Linked DNA regions of Sus scrofa: all the other regions are linked to region 1. A link is a contact called in public Hi-C and promoter capture Hi-C data. All regions are on one chromosome and are shown on one strand. Each heading gives the region's core, a stretch centred on a gene start, on an enhancer-like site or on the middle of the called end of the contact. The rest is flanking DNA. Distances are from core to core; before and after follow the strand shown. Region 1 holds the start of SCARB2 (scavenger receptor class B member 2). Region 2 holds the start of THAP6 (THAP domain-containing protein 6). Region 3 holds the start of G3BP2 (ras GTPase-activating protein-binding protein 2).

The links. Promoter capture Hi-C pulls out the DNA fragments that hold promoters and counts their contacts. A called contact is a pair of places that touch in the nucleus more often than the background predicts.
Region 2: a promoter capture Hi-C map of fetal liver shows a contact between it and region 1, with 2.2 times the contacts expected there. The contact joins the promoter of THAP6 here to the promoter of SCARB2 in region 1. A contact is called at or near these places in 1 of 5 promoter capture datasets (fetal liver) and 1 of 2 datasets of contacts at active chromatin or transcription factors (alveolar macrophages).
Region 3: a contact with region 1 is called in a Hi-C map of heart right ventricle, with 4 times the contacts expected there. The contact joins the promoter of G3BP2 here to the promoter of SCARB2 in region 1. A contact is called at or near these places in 2 of 47 Hi-C or Micro-C datasets (heart right ventricle and subcutaneous adipose tissue).

Annotation. Positions count from the first base shown.
Region 1 is chr8:71,907,611-71,912,692 of Sscrofa11.1, reverse strand. It overlaps SCARB2 (scavenger receptor class B member 2), which reads left to right and starts at 2,232. Exons shown (of 12, transcript NM_001244155.1): 1 at 2,232-2,668. The coding sequence starts at 2,552.
Region 2 is chr8:71,179,829-71,184,910 of Sscrofa11.1, reverse strand. THAP6 (THAP domain-containing protein 6) reads right to left here and starts at 2,959. Exons shown (of 5, transcript XM_003482412.4): 1 at 2,867-2,959; 2 at 1,881-1,983; 3 at 163-370. The coding sequence starts at 1,960. It overlaps RCHY1 (ring finger and CHY zinc finger domain containing 1), which reads left to right and starts at 3,102. Exons shown (of 9, transcript NM_001097490.1): 1 at 3,102-3,191. The coding sequence starts at 3,102.
Region 3 is chr8:71,361,379-71,366,460 of Sscrofa11.1, reverse strand. G3BP2 (ras GTPase-activating protein-binding protein 2) reads left to right here and starts at 2,987. Exons shown (of 13, transcript XM_005666759.3): 1 at 2,987-3,202. USO1 (general vesicular transport factor p115) reads right to left here and starts at 2,834. Exons shown (of 27, transcript XM_005666762.3): 1 at 2,596-2,834. The coding sequence starts at 2,661.

The sequences.
Region 1 (5,082 bases), core at 983-3,482:
CATTTCAGACCCCACCCAGGCCTGGTTCTCTGGGGCTGCTGCTCAAAGACCTTAGGTAGCTACAGATGGGTAGAGTCGGGAATGGGCAGCTGTTGTCACTATCAAAGTCCCAGGCTCAGGCCTGCCCTCATAGTCTGCTCCAGTTATCTAAAACCAAGTAACATGCCAGAAACTAGGGCCATAAAAACAACAACAATCCTTTATTTTGCATTTCAGGCAGGGCCAGGAAGGGACTGCCCTGCCCCAGCGTGTCTGGGGCCCATGACTCAAATGGCCAGGGACAGCAGAGGGCTGGCAGAGCATCTCGCTGTATTCTCTCCCCTGTTCCCTCTAGCATGGAGGCCTCCTCAGGGTAGCTGGGCTTAGTGTTGGCTCAGGGCGATCATTTCCAGAGGCCCAGGCAGAAGCTGCAAGGTATTCATGATCTATCTTCAGGAGTTCCAGGATATGGTGGAATCACTAAATCAAGGCAAGTTCAAGGGAAACAGTATAGACCCCACCTGTCAATAGTAGGAGTGTCAACGTATCTGCCACCCACCCCCTTTTTTAATGGCCTCACTGGTGGCATATGGATGTTCCCCAGCCAGGGATTGAATCCGAGTCACAGTTGCAATACCAGATCCTTGAACCCACTGCTCCAGCCAGGGACTGAACTCGGGCCTCCACAGCCACCCAAGCCACTGCAGTTGGATTCTTAACTCACACACAGCAGGAACTCCCATTCGCCCCCATTTTGAAGGTATAGGGCATCTCACCTAGTCCTCAGCAGAGGCTCCCAGCTGAACCCACTGTTCCCAGGTTCTCACTGATAGCAGCTGGGAGGCAGCAACACACAGGGTAGAAAAACCGAGGGAGCTACCAGGCCTGCATTCTGGCCTAAGCAGGATCCACCACTCAGCAACTGGTTGAGCTTGTTAGATGACTTACCTCTCAGAGCCATGGCTTCCTTATGTACAAACTGGAAATACTACTACCATGGGGACCAAGAAAATGTACTTTTCAGGCCTTGCAGTGCTGAGCAGCCCTGACCCGGAGCCCTGTCACAGCCGCTGAGCCCTAAAATCTATCTGCTGTTGCTCATCCCAGCTTGGGACAGAGGCCAGTTTCCTGGGGCTGCTCCCAGTCATGACTAAGAAGCTGCTCCTGGAGGGTGCTGGATTCCTGGACCAGGCCATTTTGGCTTGAGGACACCCCCCCACCCCACACCACCCCCATAGGCCTTGCTGAACTTTCTTAGAGCTGCGCTGGGTACTTCGTCCTGTCCAGCCTTCCTTCCTTCCTTGCCGCGCTCCTGCACAGAAGCCACACCTGCGTGTCCTTCAAACGGTGCTCCTGTCACCCCTGCTCCTCTCTAACGCTGCTGGGATCAACAGCCCCAAGGCTGCTGCGGGTATTAAGTAGGTATGTGTTGGCGCCTAGCCAAGGACTGCCATATAGTTGCCATATAGTTGCCATATAGTTGGGTTCCCTCAACTAATGTTTATGGAGTCCCCGCTGCGCGCGGACTTTTAGTCTCGGTGCCTGGGACGTAGTATCGGTGAACCAGGCAGGTGAGAACCTCCGGGCCTCCTGCTTAGGCTTCTTGCGGATCCCCTCCCTGCGGTAAGATAAAGCCGCAATTCTTCTACGGGACACGGGAGCGCTTCCAAGTCTGACCCCAAGGGGGCCTCCACACCTCCCACCCCAACCTGCACACCTGAGCCTGCGGGCAAAGGAAGTTCCTTCTTTTCTCTGACCATCTTGCTCTCTCACCCCCAAGGTCGTACAGCTGTTTCTTCTCCAAATGCTGCCTCCCTCCTCGCACACACCCCTCACGTGACAAACCCTTACCCATCCCCCAAGTCCCAGTTCTGTTGTGGGGTCCTTGGTCACCCAGGCAGAGATGCTTGCGGGCACAGATCTCAGCAGGCACCCCATAAAAGCACTTGTTACACTGCGCTTTTGCTGCTGTAACAGTGTCTCCGTTAACTTGTGAGCTCGTCTAGAGCAGCGGCAGTGTCCTATCCAGGCTGAATCTGCCGGCGCGGCCCTTTGTAGGCCCGCAGCTCCGGACCGAGGAGCGGGGACAGCCCGGGAGGATACGCGGTTTTCCCGGGTGACCGCGGGGGCCTGCGGCGAGGGGGCGGGGGCGCGGCTGGCGCTGCGGGGACCGGCCGGGGTCGATCCGGCCGAATCGCAGCTGCTGCCGCGGGGCACATGACTGCGGGCTCAGCCCCCGCCCCGCCCCGCCCGCTTCCCGGCGCAGCTGCCCGCTGTCTCCTCCCGGGGCTGCGGCGAGCCGGGCCGGCCAGCGTCCCCACCCTGCGCGCTCCCTCCCCACCGCCGCTGCCGGGGCGGGGGAAAGCGAAACCAAAGCGACCCTTCCACTCCGCGCCGGCAGGCCGGGTGCATCGAGGCCGCGATCGTCCAGCCGCGGAGCGGGGAGCGGCGAGCACCCGCCCGAGGGTCCCGGGTCTTCCGGCTGCTTACTGCGGCTGCGGGGGCGGCGGCGGTGCTCCTCCCTCCTTTCCCCTCCCGCCACCCGCCCCCCGGCCGGTGAGCGGTGCGCAGGATGGGCAGGTGCTGCTTCTACGCGGTGGGGACGCTGTCCCTGCTCCTGCTGGTGACCAGCGTCACGCTGCTGGTGGCCAGAGTCTTCCAGAAGGCCGTGGACCAGGCGATCGAGAAGGTGAGGCGTGTGTGTGTGTGTGTGTGTGTGTGAGAGAGAGAGAGAGAGAAGGCGCTTGAGTGCTGGGGGCACACTTCCACCCCACTCCCCACTGCTGAACCTTGTCCAGGGAGGATCTGTGCCCGGGCAAACCCTCTGGACCAGAGCCCTTTTTTCGCCCTCGCCTTCTCGGGGTGGGCTGGAAAGGGTTAAAGAAGGATGGCGAGGAATGGCACTGACCGTGTTCCTTTTAGAATAATAAGACTCTGGATCTCGACTTTTTAAAAGGCTAGCCCTTATATTCCACCATTTGCATTCCCCCACCCCCACCCCAGGCCCTCCCTTTGCCCCATCACTGTTGGGCCCAAGCTCGTTTCCCTCCGACTTCATGAAGAAATAAAACTAAATGAAAGACACCACAGCTGGAACAGGTTTTTGGCTGCTTGCTGAGGCCTCTGAAGTGGTGTGGGGCTGAGGAGGAAAAGCGGGTGTGTGGTCTATTGTGTTCTTGCCTTCCTGGGCTGGGCCTCGCATTGGGTAGCCAGGCCAGGCCTCTGGGGTGGGTGACATTTCAGTGCTCACCCACAGACTTAGCCGGTTCGGTCAGAACCAACATCCTCCGTTGCTTTGTCTCACTCATGGTTCTTCCTCTTCAACAGCGGTAAACCTCAGGCAAAGATGCATTTCGATTCATAACAGAATCTGAGCCAGTCCCGTCCACCTAGGTAGGTGGGCTGGAGAGCTCGTCATTTCAGATTTCTCCATCCTATGGCTTCCCCAGGAGTCATTTCTTCTGCCCTGTCACCCACATCCACCAATCTGTGTGGAAAGATGAAAAAGAGAGTTACTGAGACACTTTTTCCTAAAACAAAAGGGAAAGAAAGAAAAAGATTGGAGCAGCCTTTCTCCTTAGCACCCATAACTTCATGCCTCGTTTCTCCTGCTGGTTAACTCTTGCTCCTGGCCGGATAAAAAAGCCCAGGCTACCTCCGGATTTGATCACTGCATTCCCAGTTAGCAAGATTGTTTCATTCTAGGTGGCAACAGGCATATTTCTTTAATACAGGTTTCTTTTTTTCTTTTTGCTTTTTTCTAGGGCCAATCCCTGGGCATATGGAGGTTCCCAGGCTAGGGGTCTAATCAGAGATGTACCTGCCAACCTAGGCCACAGCAACTCCAGATCCAAGCCACGTCTGCGACCTACACCACAGCTCACGGCAGCACCAGATCCTTAACCCACTGAGCAAGGCCAGGGATCGAACCTGCAATCTCATGGTTCCTAGTCGGATTCGTTAACCACTGAGCCACACCGGGAACTCCTACTAGAGGCTTCTAGAACCCATCAGTTAGGAGTTCCCATTGTGGCTCAGTGGTTAATGAACCCCGGACTAGTATCCATGGGGACTTGGGTTCCATCCCTGGCCTTGCCCAGCGGGTTGAGGATCTGCCATTACTGCCAGCTTGTGGTGTAGGTCAGAGGCTCAACTTGGATCCCAAGTTGCTGTGGCTGTGGTATAGGCAGGCAGCTGTAGCTCAGATTGGACTCCCAGCCTGGGAACCTCCATATGCCACAGGTGTGGCCCTAAAAAGAAAAAATAAAATAAAATAAAAAAAAGCCATCAATTACTTGAAATCTGATAGTTAAAGGCAATTTTTAAAAGATGCCATTGCAGGAGTTCCTGTTGTGGCTCAGTGGTTAACGAATCCGACTAGGAGCCATGAGGTTACGGGTTCGATCCCTGGCCTTGCTCAGTGGGTTGAGGATCTGGCATTGCCGTGAGCTGTGGTGTAGGTCAAAGATGCGGCTTGGATCCCGCATTGCTGTGGCTCTGGCATGGGCTGGTGGCTACAGCTCCGATTGGACCCCTAGCCTGGGAACCTCCATATGCCGTGGGAGCAGTCCAAGAAGTGGCAAAAAGACCAAAAAAAAAAAAAAAATGCCATTGCAAAGCATAGTTTATTTATTTATTTATTTTAAGTTCACATTGCCAAGGGGAGACAAAGCTTCTTAAAGGCCATTGTTTTCCCTGAGCACCTGTGTTCGGAGAAAAAGCTAAACCAAATTTCTCCACTCCCGGGCCCCTGCAAAGCCATGGCAAGATTGTTCAAGGATGTAACCTCTCTCCTGGGTGACTAGAGTTGAGCAATCCAATTATAGTCCATTGAATTTTCTTGCGTGGCTTTGAAAGGCTGTTTCAAGGGAGCCCGGCAGGACAGTTGATCGCCCCAGTGCCCTGGGTACTCATTACCAGCCCTCAGCCACTCTGTGGCTGTGTTCACGGGTGGGGGCAGGGAGGGGGGAGGCGCTATTAGGCAGCTTGGGTGGGGCTTGAGTGCGCGTTGATTTTTGGTGCTTTTCTCCCTGAGGCATGGACTCTGATCTGACTAATAAACCAAAGTACAGGGGAAGTGGACTTGCCGCATTCCTTGACCCT
Region 2 (5,082 bases), core at 1,710-4,209, 730 kb after region 1:
AAAGGCAAAAAGACAAAAAAAAAAAAAAAAAAAAAAAAAAAAGTAACAATGGACTTCAAATTAATAAGCGAACAATAAACATGGTGGCAAGTGTGGTTTATGTTCTTAAGTAGTACTGCAAAAAAGTGAGTAATGATGGCAAGCAGTATTTCATCAACAAACCTGTAAGTGAGATGGGGAATCAAAGATAGAAGGTATGACTCCAGGTTTCAGTTTAATATTCGGAGTGGTTCTGTCAAAATCTGTCTTCTTAAAGTGCCTTGAACACAACACATCTCCTTTTTTAGGCTCCCACATGCCTGCAGCATTCACATCCAGTCTTTTCATGGCTAATACCCATTTCCTTTTGACTTTTTCATCTGTGGGGAATCTAGGAAAACATACAGAAAGCCTTTTAAAATTAAACACTACTGATTTATACTTGAATTAAGGCTGTGACTAAACTGATTCTTTAGTTTGTTATTACTCTTGGGAACTGGAATATTCAGGAGACCGCCATGATTCACACTTTCATAACTTTCAGTTTTCATAGTCAGACTTTCTATCAAACATGCTACAGGCATATGGCCCTCATTTAAATTTTCTCATATTATAAGGAAAAAAGTTTCAAAGGACATTTAACACCTTATAGTAAGATTCACAGCTGAAGATTTTTCTTCATCTATAAATGATAAAGAATAAGACTTGGGGAGTTCCTGTTGTGGCTCAGTGGTTAATGAATCCGACTAGTAACCATGAGGTTGCAGGTTCGATCCCTGGCCTTGCTCAGTGGGTTAAGGAACCGGTGTTGCTGTGAGCTGTGGTGTAGGTTGCAGACTCGGCTTGGATCCTGAGTTGCTGTGGCTCTGGCATAGGCCAGCAGCTACAGCTCTGATTAGACCCCTAGCCTGGGACTCTCCATATGCCGACGCAGCGGCCCTAGAAAAGACAAAAAAAAAAAAAAAAAAAAAGAATAGCATTTGGGCCTTTTCCTATCTGAGAACTTTATCCCAGATGAACACACACACTGGTACTTTCATTCTTCCATCAGCACCAAGACATTTCTTAGTAGAGCATTTAATAGAAAACAGGGGTATAAATGCGTAGTGAGTGAATGCAGAGAACACCTGCAGAGTTTGGAATTTTGGAGATCAGAACTCATTTGAGATTTGGAGGCCAATAACTATCTTTTCTAATTTTCCAAGCTGGTTTGAATCTTTTTTGGAATAAGGTAGGGCACACATACTCATTTTTTATTTCATTATATCTAGCCAAGTAGTTAGAGACACTTCTCTGGCACATAGCACAAGTGCCTGGCACAAAAACAGCAAAATAAACTTGTAGCAAATGAGTAATTATTAAATCTTATTGTCCTTTCTTTCCTATGCTGCCAGAAGAGTGGTTAAAATACTAAATTAGGACCATCTTAATTTATCTGCAATACAGCTACAAAACCTTTAGTCTGAACTAGTAATTTATATATATATTTTTCCTACCACGGAAGTTTGATCTATTTCTAAACATAAACATAACCTTGACTTATTTTCTAAAAGACAGAATATATTTAGGCAAAGATCCTTCATTCACATTGTAAACTATATGTAAACGACACTGAATTTCTTTGATGGTATGTTAAAATGCAAAGTAAGAATCTTAGCAAAGATGACTTTAATGATATTTTTGTTAATCAGCTTATGATACCTCGGCAGGTATTTTTTACACTTCCACACCAAATCACACAAGTGTAGAAGTTATCACTGTCACTTCAAATTCAACTACAAAGGTTATTTAAAAAGAACTTGAGAACTACTGTTCAAAATTGAAGATGAAAATAGAACTGCCTTTTGCTTTTCTAACAGTCAAAAACATACTTGGTATAATTAACTAGGGCAGAATCTTACACGTGAAATGTCAGTCCTTTTAACTTGGAATTTGGTAAACAGCGAGAAGCACATCCAATGGCTGAGCAACATTTCACCATGGTGTTAACAACTCATAACAGAACTGAAAGAAAATTAAAAGGGCAAGCGTTAGTAACTTCAAAGCTAAGGGGAACATATTCACCTTTCCCAGTATGTTCTGGTATGTTTCAGTTAGGTAGCATGAAATCAGTTAGAAAGCCAAAGGCAAGTATTTTCTTCCAAAACGTTTACTTTGCTCATAAAATTTTCGAGGGGTTTGTCTCTTTACTAAAGCGAGTCATATTTAGCTATGCCACAAGGCGCCTGATTGCAGTTTTGTAGCTGGTACATTTCCCATCCACAGCCCCTTAGGCACCATGTTCCCTCCGCTACAACGCCTTGGCACACTAACTCCTGAGCTTCCCCCGGGAAACCATCCTTGACACCCAGATATGTCGGCTCCTCTCCAGTATTAGCTCTCGGAAAACACACTTCTCCTTCTCAAAGCTGTAATCATTCCTACATTTATTTCACATTCTCTGATGAAAGTCCTCCTCCACCAGCCTGGTGAGTTCCATGAGAGTATGGCAGGGCTTGTGTTTTTTTCTCACGTGTGTCCCCACCGCGTAGCTGGTAAATGTTACTACACATTTTGAAGGAATGAAGCGGACGTAAAGGAGAAGAGGAGGTAAAGGTGGGGCGTGAGACGCTGGCAAGTACGGGTGCCCAGCAGCAGCGGCGCTCCGGTGGGGACCAGATCCGAGCCCGGAGGCCGGCCGAGCTCCGCCCCCTTCTCGAGGCCCTGGCTGCGGCTGGGAAAGGGAGGGGCCGCCCAGTCACAGGTGTGGATGCAGCCGGAGAGCGGCCCTTCCTCTAGGGCCACCGGGCGTCTCCGCGCCGCTGCGGTCCTCCTCACGCCGAACCACGCCCAGGGTGTGGGCAGGCAGCAATGGGGAGAAAAGGAGAGACAACCTAAGATTTGTTACCGTTAGCGGCGAAGGCAGCGACTAACACCGATAACCGAGATTGCGTCTCCCTTCACTTCCGCCCCGTCGCCCCGGGAACCGGAAATCCGGCTGCCCCGGGTCACGTGTCCCTCCGCCATCTTGGCTCTGCTGGCAGCAGCAGCCAGGAGGGGGGGTGCTGGAGCAGAGCTGGGTCTCTGGACGTAGTTTTCATCCTGGGGGAAGGGGCCGTGGAGTTTGAGAGGCTGTGGAAGAGATGGCGGCCTCGGCGCGGGAAGATGGCGGCCGCGGGCAGGAGCACGGACGGCGGGGCTGCGAGCACTATGACAGAGGATGCCTCCTGAAGGTGACGACTTCACTGGGCTCTTCCCCTAGGAGCTTCCGCCGGGTCCAGCTGGGGGCGGGGTGGGCAAAGCGGTTCGGCTTGGGCTTAAGTTTGAGGCTAGGCTGTTGTCAGGACACCTTGTCTAGCTGGGTTGCTGCCGTAGAGAACGTTTTTGGCAAGGCGACCACACGCCCCACCTTTCCTCTTGTGTTGTACTTTGCAAGCAAAGCTCTTCTTGCTTGGGAAGAGCCTGGGCTTGCACATAGGTCACTTTATTAGTGGGTTCTTTTTATTTAGTCTTTCGCTTCTGGAAGTGGACTTCGGCAGCCTCAGGCCTGTGCTGACATTTCCCTGGGATCACTTTCAGGTGTGTGATGAAATAATGGAAGAAGGGCGAACAAGCGGAGCATCGGCATACGATTTCATCTCCTGTAGTAAATAAGTTTTACAGCTTGCCAGCTTCATTTTAGAGGCAGTGAGTATGCCTAAACCTGCCGCAGAGAAAACGTATATGTGAAATAGGAAGACAGTCATTTAATTGCCACAAAATAGGAAATTATGTATGGGAGAGTGTCTGATGGGCATGTATTGTTACTTCTGTTATTTAAGAAAAATTCCTAGTCAGCTTCGAATTTGAAAAATTGACATCCATCCAGTTATTTTTCTTGCAAGAATTTTTCTTCCTTAAAGATTTTGCTTAGAAGGCTTGAGCTTTGGAGTCCGACAGTCCTACCGCCAAATCTTAGCTCTGCGCCTTAATAATTCGGTACTTTTGAGAAAACTACTATTTACATATAAAATAGGAGTGATAGAAGTTCCTCTTTCATAAATAAGTTTGAGGTTTTGAGACAACCTAAAGCCTCTGCTGTAGGCTGTGGTTTGGTGAACATTCCTTCACTGCACTGGATGAAGCTCTTTCACGGCTGGTCATTTACCAAGGGTTGTGTAAAGATATTGAATGCTATCCTTAAGATTCCATTTCCATTGAGATGCCGTGTTAGAGTTTCGGCCTTGGGGTTTTAGACCTCCTCCTCTCATCTTCCCAAGAAAGGCACAAATACATCTGTGTTTCATAGATACATAGTATTCATTGTATTCATAAGATACTTGACCCTGAGTATCAAATGCTATCCACACCCCCTTGGTTCTTTGCTTAAATACCAGAGAGGAGTGTAGAGTTTGAAGGAGGAAGTAATCAACTAAATCAAATGCTGCTCTTTGGGTAAGATAAGAACTGAAAATCAACCTTTAAATTTAGCAAGAAGGAGGTCACTGGTGATGTTGATATGAGAAGTTTCTGTGGAGAGATTGGGACAAAGCCTGATTGGAGTGGATTTAATATGGGATGAGATTAATGGAAATGGAAATAGCCTTTGTAGGCAATTCTTGGAGTTTGGCTGTAAAAGAGAGCAAAAATATGAGGCTCTGGTTGCTGCAAGATGTGCGATCGTGTCCCCCCGCCTTGAGATGCGAGATGTTGCAACATATTTGTAAATTTTTAGAAATGATCCAATAAAATGAAAACATTTTATCATGAAAGGAAGAGGGAAAATTGTAGGAACCCCGTTTTTGAGTAGCCAAACAGGATGTGATCCAGTGTACATACAGTAGAGAAGTTGGCCTTGAGTAAAAACGTGGACTGTAAGATTCTGTAACAGAAGGAAAGACAGTGTGAGGTGCATTTACAGGTAGGTCGATGGAGTTTGTGGGAGGATGTTCTTTTTTGATTATTATTTCGGTTTTCATAGTTAAATAAGAAGCAAGGTCATCAGCAGAGTGTAAGGGGAAAAAGAGGTGTTTGAAGTTTAAAGAGCGAGGAGAAGATGTGAAATCATCATCGAGGTCCTATTAGGGCCTAAGACTTTGGAAGAAGGAGGGGATTGATTAGGGGAACATGGTAGTAAGAGCCCAC
Region 3 (5,082 bases), core at 1,738-4,237, 550 kb after region 1:
AAAGAGGCTTTTCACTGGAAAAAGATGAGAAAAGCAAAAAAGATGTAAAACCACAATGAAAATAATTTAATTTTGCAGAAATGGAAAAACCTGCAAAATACTAACTGATAATATATAAGTCAGAAATTCTAAGCTTGGACAACTGGAATATCCAGGTTACATCACATCACCAATTAAAAGACTTAATATTGTACCAACATACTCTGCTGGTGCTCTATAAATACTTCTAAATTAGTAATCCATGACTCCTTGTACCAATTATTGTTTCTGACTAAGATGGTGAAATAAATTTTATTCATACAATAACTCAAGTAACTATTACTTCTTTTCAGAACACATTAGTTTTCCAGTTTTGAGTATACCTGTTCAAAGTTAGGCAAGAACAAGGACCCCCACTTTCATTTTAGTTTATGTGTACAAGATACACAAGTGATATGCAAGGTTCACTTTGAAATCACAATGTAAAAGCTCTGTTGTTCCATTCACTATGGCAAGGTCAAAGTGTTCCAGTCTCGGCTCTGCAATACTGTCCAAGTTGCTTTAGTGCTCTGTGCCTCAGTTTCCTAACTTGTAACATGAGGGGGTTCAACCTAGATAATGCGCAAAGGGCCTTTCGGTTTTATCATCCTATAATCAATTAATTATACATCATCTTTTGTATATAAGTCATTGTGACAAGGTTAACTATAACAAAAAAAGAAAGAGTAGTCTTTCCCTAAAACATGAAATAAAAAATCTAGCCTCTACTGAACACATACTAAGTGCCAGGCTCTTTCTATTTCTTATTTCACTTAATCTTCATCACACCCATCAGAGTAGGCATTTTCCTTATTTTACTCATAGGGTATGGGCTGTCTCTTGCCTCCGATTCAAGGCAATTAGGGGTGGAAGGCAAGGATTCAAATCAAGCTCTAACTCCAAAGCAAGCTCTAATAAGCCACATTTTAAAACTCGGTGCCTCAAACAAAAATATCAGACAGATAAAACAAATGAACACAAGCTGAAGAGGTGGGCTGTGACAATGATAACCTGGAGAGATCATAGCCTTTTCTTTCTTTTTTGGCCCCACCTTCAATTGGGCCAGGGACAGAACCTGTACCAACAGCAGGACCGGAGCAGCTGAATGACAGCACTGAGTCCTCAACCTGCTGAGCCACAAGAGAATTCCAGCACAGTCTTCTAACAGGGCCACTCAATTGCTTTGCTATAGCCATGTGGGGGTGGACTAGAGAAGCTGAATATCAGTTCGTGTGTGTGTATATGTGGAAGCCCCTGATTTTCACATGAGGGAAAACAGATTCACCAGCTTTCAGCTCCCACTTTAAACAGTTCTAATTCAGATTTCGTGAGGTTAACTTTAAGAGTATAAATTTCTAAAATTCCTAGATAAGTTTTAAAACATGGCACCAGCAAGGCAAACCCTGGTTGAATCTTGGCTCGGTTCTTAGCAGTGTGACCTGGGTCAAGTTACTACACCTCTCTAACCCTCATTTCTTCGGTTGTAAAGTGAGGATACTATCACCCATCTAGCAGGGAGGTTAGGGGCTTAAGGAGAATGTAAACTTGAAAGAGCACAATACCCAGCACAAGCTTGACAAATGAATGCTACTATTTTACCCCTGAGGATCCCATCAACACAGGACATGTTTGCAGACGACCAGGTCATGTCTATGAACACTACCCAAAGTTTACCTTAAAAATGTCATACTTTGTCACTTTTGGGGAGATCTAAAATTACCCTCAACGTAAAAGCGTCTTTAAAAAAATGTCATATACACGCTTTTCTAACAGACATTAACCAAACTTCCTAAACCTAAAATAGAACCAACTTAACAACTACTGTGTGCAGGAGCGCACAATTTGTTAAAAGAGACGCTGCAAATCATGTCATCACGAGTTCAGACTTCTGAATGGGGTGAGTGGAAAGGAAATGTGTTCCCAAAGCGGACTGAGCGCGAAAGATCCCTACAACGTCCGGGCTAGTGTTTCCTAAGCATTTGGGTGAGCCTGAAACAGGGTCCGGACTAATAACACCCGGCAGAACGACCGGTCTCTCCAGCTGAAGGGACAGGGGCAGGTGGCTTTGTGTCCCAAACTATCGTATTATTCTTAGCCACTTGCTCCGGTCAACAGCTGGGTTTTAAACCTTCTTGCAGTCCTCCCCAAAGCCCATATCAGACTGCGAAGAACAGAGCTGGACTTTAGGTTCCTCACTGCCAGTGGAGACACTGGCGCAACGGGAGGGGCAGGCCCGCGGCCCGAGGGCGCGGGAGACAGGTCAGGCCACCTCTGCCCTGGATCAATCACTTCCCGGGCGCTATCACCCTCGGACCACCACCAAGCGGCCTGCGGAGCTTCGGGCGCAGCTGCTGTCAGCAGGGCCGAGCCGCTGCGCTGGTGGCTGCGCTGGGGGCGTGAGGGAATATAACTCGGGGGTTTCGGCAGAGGAAGGGGAGGCACGCCGGCAAAGGGGGAGGCGGCGTGTGGACTCCCCGCCCACAGCGGGGCGCGGGAGGTGACCTCCCGGGCCCCAAGTCCTCCGTCCCGGTTCCTGCCCGGACCCTTCCCAAGTCCCGGACCCGTCGCTCCTCTCACCGTCTCGGCTTCTGTGTGCTGGGGTCCGGCACTCTGACCCCCCATAACCCCGCGGAGGAAATTCATCTTGCCGTTCAGCCACCGGCTCTGCCTACCCCTTCGGGAAAAAAAAGATAACTTCCTCTGGTCTCCGCTGGGCCTGGCCTCCGAGCCCGCACTCTGCACTCCGCGGCCGCCGCCACCACCGCCTCCTGCTCGGCGGCCGCTCCAGCCCCCTAAGCCCGGAAACAGCCGCCGCCACCAGTCGAGATGCGCATGCGCGGGGACGTGGCATTACGTGGCGGCTCGAAGGGCGAAGGCAAAGGGAGAAAGTAGGCGAGCGGAGGCCCGCAGCCCGGGGTCGTCAAGCCCCGCCCACTGCGCAGGGCCCGCCTCCCTCCGCAGGGACACGCCTCCTACTCCCGCCCTTCGCGGGTGCCTTCTGCTGGCCTCAACCACCCACGTGGTCGGAGCCCGGCCCTGCCGGCTGGAGAGGATCCGAATAGTGTACGCGTTTTGGCTTGCAGGGTTTTTAATTGTCACCGAGTGGGGTTTACTGTAGGCTGTCAAATCAGGAGTCGTATTTTGTTGAGTGGAAAGTGAAATTTACCTTCGGCCGACGTGACAGGTAAGGGGTCCCGACGCCTGGGAGGGTTCATTCTGGTTTTGCGGTGTAGCGGTACCAGCATTGTGGCCTTCTCATCCCCATAAATTGCATTTCTTTACAGGGCTTTGTTTGGTGGTAGAAAGGGTGCCAGAACCCCCTCATTCCACTACCACGGGAGGGCGCATTTTTCAGCTCTTGCTCTTAAACCCGCTAAAAGGAATTCCTGGATCTAAGCACCAGGTACACCGCTCTTTTCAAGTGGTGTGAAGCGAAAACCTATCTAAAGATAGGAAATACATTGATCTGCAGTGTCAGACTGGCAGCTAGTAGTATGATGTTTTATTAACTCTAAACCCTATATTTTCAGTGTTTTTTTTTTAACATAAAAATGTCATTTTTCAAATCGTCATGCCTTGTTTCTTTCGAAATGAGAGTGCCAGGTACACATGCTTATGGAGTGGTCTCGTAAATGTCTTGAACCTAAAAAGCGCAGGGTCCAGTTAGCTGATTGATTCATACACCCCTCCAACTGCAGGTCTCCCCAGCCTCCCTTAAAGAAAGAAAAAAAAATCAATATGCATCTTCTATGTGCCCGACCCCACTCCTTAGTACTGCTCTCCAAAGCATTGCCTAAGCTAGAAGGAGGAAGCTGAGAGGAATCTGAAACTCTGGGTTTCACCCACACATGTCCTGCAGTCAAGTCCTGTCACTCTATTTATAGAATATTTCTCAAATAGGTCCCTGCTCTCCATCCTCTCTGCCTCTGACATAGTTTATGTTCTCATCATTTTTCACCAAGATCATGGCAATAGCTTCCTAACTAGTTTGTCTGCATTCAGGGCATGGCTTCCTTCCAGTTCAGTCTCCAGTCTATGCCTGGGTGAGCCTACCAATGACAAAACATCTATGCATGTTGGTCCTCTTCTTAATATCTTCCAATTGTTGCCGATTCTCACCATGATAAAATCCAAACTCCTTAGGTTGGTATACAGGCCTGTTGTGTTCTGACTCTTGCCTATTTTTCTAGCTTATGCCTCCCCCGTGTACTTCTGATACCTGCCTGGATATATCCTTCCCTCCCTCCACTTCTTCAAGGAAACTCTTGCTAGTTCCTTAAGACCTAATTCTGGCATCTTCTGAAAGCTTTCCCTGAAATCCAGATACATAGGTATATGCTAGCACTTTGCAGGTGTTAATAAGTGGGAAGCTCTCAGTAAATGCTTGTTGAAGTGGACTATTAAGGGCACAGCTATTTTATTCATTTTTATGTCTCTGTGGCTTAGCAGTGTCCAATAAAGGTGGTATTGATGGATACATGAAGAAAATATTAAAGGATATATGAATATTATGCTGAGGAGGAGAGGTTCTTTTTGCAGCTGTAAGTACAGTGGGATTGTAGATAACCCATATCACAAAGGCTGCCGTGCAGTTTCCTTTCCTAGGGCCAGGGTTATAAGCCTGGGTGACTTGGAGAGTGGGGGAGATCATGCTGCCAAAAATACTGTACACAAAGCATTGTCCTCTGCTTCAAAACCAGACACTTGACATTTTGCTTCAGCCATTTTCCATGGGGCATTTTGTTGCAGCCTAAGAAAAGTAACCAATAAATGCTCAGCATTTTTATTACCAAGTAATATGTGCAAAGAACTTCACTCAGTCCCTCAGCCTCACTCCTCCCTGAGCCTCTCCTCACCTCCTCCCTGGACCTCACTCTACCCCATTATCAGGGATACAACTCTGAGATGGAGTGGGGCTTATGGGTGTCTCTTAACATGCATTATTTGGTAATAAAAAGCACCTTGACATTTTAGCAGAATTGTTTTAAGTCACCTGCCTTTTCAAAATGCCCTGCTTTGTTTTAAATTTTGAGTGTAGTAAGTCACTAACAGTGTACTGAGTCT